2 separate regions of the Sus scrofa genome follow, and region 2 is linked to region 1. Evidence: chromatin contacts called from public Hi-C data. All regions are on one chromosome and are shown on one strand. The core of a region is the stretch at or near the end of the contact, and the rest is flanking DNA. Distances in the headings are between cores, read along the strand shown. Region 1 has its middle 45 kb from the start of PRTG. Region 2 overlaps PRTG (protogenin).

Region 1 (2,683 bases), core at 99-2,598:
ATCATGTCTTTTTTTTTTTTTGAATGATTTAAAAAAAAATCTTGCATAGGGTCTGCAAGTAATTTTTTCCTCTTCAAAATGGAGGCATCCTAAATGTTCAGCTGAAGCTGGTACCCCAGAGAAGAAAGTTTTGACAACCTAACATTTGAAAAGTCAAAACCAGTCTACACGATAATTTGATTTAGCCCATTAACTTTCCAGACTGCAGATCAAATACATGTTTAGTGCTTACCCATGTAAAGGAGGTATAGGGCTCACATGAAGAACAGATAATACATTTATATCTTCTGCCTCTTTTTTTTTTTTTCCAGAGCCGAACTCCGGGCATATGGAGGTTCCCAGGCTAGGGGTCCAATTGGAGCAGTTGTTGGCAGCCTATACCACAACCACAGCAACACCAGATCTGAGCTGTGTCTGTGAACTACACGACAGCTACGGCAATGCCAAATCCTTAACCCACTGAGCAAGGCCAGGGATCGAACCCATCACCTCACGGTTCCTAGTCAGATTCATTTCCACTGCGCCACAACAGGAACTCCTCTTCTGCTTTCTAAAAGCTTAAATTTATGTACTTAAGAGGGAAAAGCCAGGATAATCTATTGGAACATTAACTATTTCAGATAATTCATCTAACTTTTTCTCTCCTCCTCCTCTTCCATCCTTCCATTTCCTTCTTCCCTCCCTCTTCTGTTTCTTTAACTCTTGAGAAAAATCAAAAAGTGGAAGAGAGGGCATTTTTATCTCTGATTCACCTGAACATAACCAGGACCAGCCTTGTGTAAAATTAAGACTTTGGTCCTACTGGCCTTTCGTTGTTCTGTCCTGCTCAGTCTCCACAATGCTGATCCTGCTCAGAGTAACCCAAGATGACTAGGAAACAGCACTTTCTGGGCCTCTCCAGCCTAGCCTCTGCCAGGGATCTGAGGCTGCAAAATTCTATCTGTGATCTCCGATGACGTGTCAAGGAGGCAATTGCCAGTGTCAGTGGCCATTTTTGCCCCCTGAATGGCATGCAAATGGCTGCCTGCGGGTGCAATTTGACAGCACAGTCTCCCTGGTATCTGCAGTTTTGCTTTGGAGCAAAGGGACAGAAAACAGTGGGGAAGCTGACCCGGTTGGATTTCACTCCCTATCCTTTTCATAAATATGGAGGACTGTCTGTAAGAACATGATTTTGATGCCCTGGAAGCAAGCAGGGAAGTGGAAAATCCTCCCCCCACTCCCCGCCCCATCACTCTCAGGAAAACATGAGCACCACAATTTTCCCAGTCAGTTCAGAGGCAGCTAGCTGCTGGGCGGGCCAGCTTTCAGGCTCCTCTGCAAAGCAGAGGGGAGGTGAACAAATGGCTGGCCACACCTCTGCTGCAAACCTGAATGAGTGGTGCCACCTCCTGGCAGAGATGGCCTCCGGGTGGAGGCGGGGAAAATGTGGCAGTCATTCTGTTTTGGGCACCAGAAGGTTCAGAGCTGGAAATCACAGGACTTGTTCCAATCCCATCTGTCTTTGCTTTACAGGAGAAGAAAACCAAGGTCTGGAAAAGGGACATGAAATCAGTGGCAGAGCTGAGGCTGAGGCACTAAATCTGTTGAATACTTACCAAGGGCAGAACCCTGTGCAAAGCACCTTACATGCTCACAGCAACTCTGTGAGGAAGATGCCTGCCGTCCTCTCCTGTTTTCCAGATAAGACTAGTGAGGGCAAAAGTTTCAGGAGATGCTGAATAGGGGACCACGTCCCCTGCTACCTTTCTGTTACTTCCCAGCTGCCTTTCAGACACATGGATGTCACATGCAACAGAGATTAAGCCTGGGCTCCAGTGTATCTGGAAAAAAGGCTGCTCATTTTTGCTCTGAATAACCCAGATGGCCGTGCTCACTGGCCCTGAGAGCCTGGATTGAAACAGGCAGGTTCTGTGGGAAGGGAGGGGACACTGGGAACCGTGCAATGGAATCTCGAGGAAGCAAGTGGTTCCTGAGAAGTCAATCAATAACTAACACTCATGAGATACCCAGTTCTCTCCGTCAGCATTCTCATAAGTGTCAGACCAGCTTCTTATTTGGAAAATATGGTTCCTATGTGGGACACAGTGGAAACCCAGCAGACACTTGAGAAATGAATTGTTCCAGAAGGGAATGTGGAAATCATCTGCCCATTCAGTGCTGCAACTCTCCTTCCCTTGCCCCCCCCAATATACACCATCCAACACCCAGCCCCCAACACACACAAACTCCTCTCCAATTCCTTATTTGGCTTGAATGTCTCCAGGAAGCATTATTTTCAGAGGTGGTCACTTTTCAGTAAGTGGTTATTAAAATTATTCCTGCTGTTCAATCCATTTGTCTTCTGACAATTGTACTTCTGGTCCTAATTCTGACCTCTTGGGCAACACAGGACCAGTTCTTTGAAATTTCCACTGTTCCTCTCTTTCAGGTTAAATATTCTCGGTTTCTTTCATGCCTTCCTTTCATGTCTTTGATGCCTTTCTTTCTTTCTTTCTTTCTCTTTCATCTCTCTTTCATGTCTCTCTTCCTTTCCTTTCCTTTCCTCCCTCCCTCCCTTCCTTTTTTTTCCTTTCTGTCTTTCTTTCCCAACCCATGACCTATGGAGTTCCTGGGCCATGGATCAGATCAGAGCTGCAGCTGGGGCAACATCAGATCCTTTAACCCACTGTGCAGGGCTAGA
Region 2 (2,683 bases), core at 138-2,637, 170 kb before region 1:
ATTTTTATAAGTAAGCATATACATATTTTTTTATCAAAGATATAAGCATATATATACAATGTTTTACTGTTTATGTAGGTATGGAAACAAAGCATTAAAAACACTTTCTTATGGGATATTTCAAATATAAGTACAGAGAAAATAACACAATGATTTCAGATTCAACAATTACAATTAGACTTTAAAAATCTAATGTAGAGTCTTTTTTTTCCTCTCAGAAATGTTTAAACCATTTATGGTAATTGTTCTGATAGATGATTTTGTTCTTATTTCTTAAATTAGAAACAGCACAATTATTTTTGCAAGTATTAATATATTTTTTATTCTCCTAATCATTATTTAAGATTTCTTGAATGTTAATAGGCAAGAAAATACTAAAAGTACGTAGAAACCTAAGTGCTGAAGCTCTAGACCTCAGATTAGCATCAAAATTATCACAGCAGCCCGACTAGCATCTACTTCTCTCCAAAAATAATCACTTACACTTACATATATTTTGTACTGAAAGGTCCCTTCTCTGATGGCATTACTGCTATGAAGGAGTTTTACTTGGGCACTGCTATTTCTTGTCGGGGGTGGGGTGGAGGTGTCTTTCCACTCTTGTTCTACCACAGCACAAAAGTATTTTTCCTACAAAAGGGATTCCCACCCTAGGAATTAGTCCTAATATTAAGAAAGAAGGTGTAATAGAAATTCTGTCAGGAAATAGTTCCTGCGCTGCGTTTGTGGATGGATTTTCACAGGAAAACTTAGTTTCCCTAAGGTGCTGCTTCTCATTTTTTCCAGAGGCAGGGCAGCCTTAGAATAGCTTCAGAAGCTTACAAGAGATTTCAGCAGTCACCTCCAGGTCAGAGCTGGCTACTCTAGTGCACTTGCTACAGTGTATTTCATCATGCAAGTTTGATCTTAGAGCTGAGGTCATGATTCAGAGGCCACCTCTGCAGGTCACATGGTGGGAGGTAGCCCAACCCAGTGGCAGCACAAGCAGCTGAACCCAGTTTGTTTTCTTGAGCTCTGGTTTCAACTTGGCCTGGAGAGGGTGTGAGCTACTTGAGTACACAACTGTTAAATAAACAACTGACCCCTATTTAGAATCAGAAAGAGTCTTTCCACTGTTACAAAAGCAACAATGTATTGCAACATGTTACAATTAGCTAGAAGGAAGGATATTTCAATTTCTTCACAAATAGACATATAAATAAACAGAGTTTCCATTTTATCACAGAGTACATTTCATTTTAGAAAGCACTTGGCAAAATCAATCACTACCTGAAATTAAAATTCTTGCACTTAATTTAAATATTACAAGCTGATGAGTATGTGGGTATGCCTGCTCCCTTGTCTCCCAGTCTTCCTTCAGACAAAAAAGGAAACTGTAACATTCCGGTTCTTCTCTGAGCACAGTTAAAGGAGCTTCCAAATATTAAAGCCATCTGACTGTCCCCATATTCTTCCAGCAAACTGTCTCAATTCCTGCTGGTATGATTATTTTGGTCTCTAGCCTTTTACATGTGTCTGAATCTTTAGCAGACTAGAAGTTTCACAGACCAGACAGTGTAATAAGCTCAGCCTTGGATCAATGCTGATCAAATCCTGGCATGTTACCAACTAAGTAATTTGCAACTTGGGGCATGTCACAGAACTTTACTTTCCTTATGAGAGCAATAATTCCCAACTCTTATTGAAACAGGCTGGGACCTGGGACACTCTGCTGCAGTGCTTGTACCTTGACAGAAGTCTCACCTCCTTGAGCAACAAAACACACACACACACACACAAAAAAGAAAACTATAAGGGACTAAAAATAACTGTGTGCATGCACAGTCTGGGGCAAATTATGAACTAAAAGATAAAAAAAAAAAAAAAAAAAAAAACCCAAAAACTCAACTGCCACTTTGGAGGCTTGGGAGGAAAAGCAAGGCACTATGCATGCGCCCTGCACACAGCACCCCTGAGGGAAGGCGGATCGCCTAAGCCAGCCCTTCAGCCCCATGCCAGGACCCATCCCTACCCTGACCCTATTTAAGAGAGCAGCTTGCCCCTCTTAGGGAGTGAGCAAGGGAGCCTGTTACTTGTTTTCACTCCCTTGTGCTGAGTCTTAATAAAGCCTTGCCTGAATTTGGCTGGCCTCTTATCAATTTCTATTGATTAAAGAGTCCAAGAACCCTGGTCAGTAACAATATAATTATTACAAGGATTAAATAAACTATCATGGGCAAGTGTCTGACACACACATATATATGCTCAATGAAAGTAAGTCTTCTTCCTTACTCCTGATCTCCCCTTCTTCCCTTTCTGGAAAACAGAACAATTTTTCACATTTTAACTGCTGAAGGTGGCTAGCATAATACTTTATACAAATAATTCTCAGTAAATATCAACTGAATTTATATTAAAATATGAGATGTGTGTTACAAAAGGAATGTTCAGTTAAAATATAAAAGCAAAGGGTGAGATTCAAGGTTGTGCAACAGGAGGGAACCTGGGACTATTTGTTGCAGTGGCTGCAATGCTTGCACCTGTACAAACATCTCTTTGAGCAACAACATACAAACGAAACTCTAAGGGACTAAAAATTATATGGGGCAGTTGGAGCAAATTATGGGCAAGAGGATACAAAAAACCTAAAAAGTCAATTGCCACTTCTGAAGAGTGCAGAGCAAAACCAGGGTGACAGAAGCAA

The links. A called contact is a pair of places that touch in the nucleus more often than the background predicts.
Region 2: a Hi-C map of skeletal muscle shows a contact between it and region 1, with 4 times the contacts expected there. The contact joins two enhancer-like sites. A contact is called at or near these places in 2 of 47 Hi-C or Micro-C datasets (both in skeletal muscle) and 1 of 2 datasets of contacts at active chromatin or transcription factors (skeletal muscle).

What each region holds. Positions count from the first base shown.
Region 1 is chr1:116,085,841-116,088,523 of Sscrofa11.1, reverse strand. No RefSeq gene overlaps it. Among named protein-coding and RNA genes, the nearest start is that of PRTG, 45 kb to the left of the region's middle. Within about 2 kb of position 1,348, at least 8 of the 83 cell types and tissues checked have an H3K27ac peak or open chromatin away from gene starts, as enhancers often do. A contact at or near this core is called in skeletal muscle, where this site is marked.
Region 2 is chr1:116,258,240-116,260,922 of Sscrofa11.1, reverse strand. All of the region lies in intron 14 of PRTG (protogenin), which reads right to left. Among named protein-coding and RNA genes, the nearest start is that of PYGO1, 34 kb to the left of the region's middle. Within about 2 kb of position 1,387, at least 11 of the 83 cell types and tissues checked have an H3K27ac peak or open chromatin away from gene starts, as enhancers often do. A contact at or near this core is called in skeletal muscle, where this site is marked.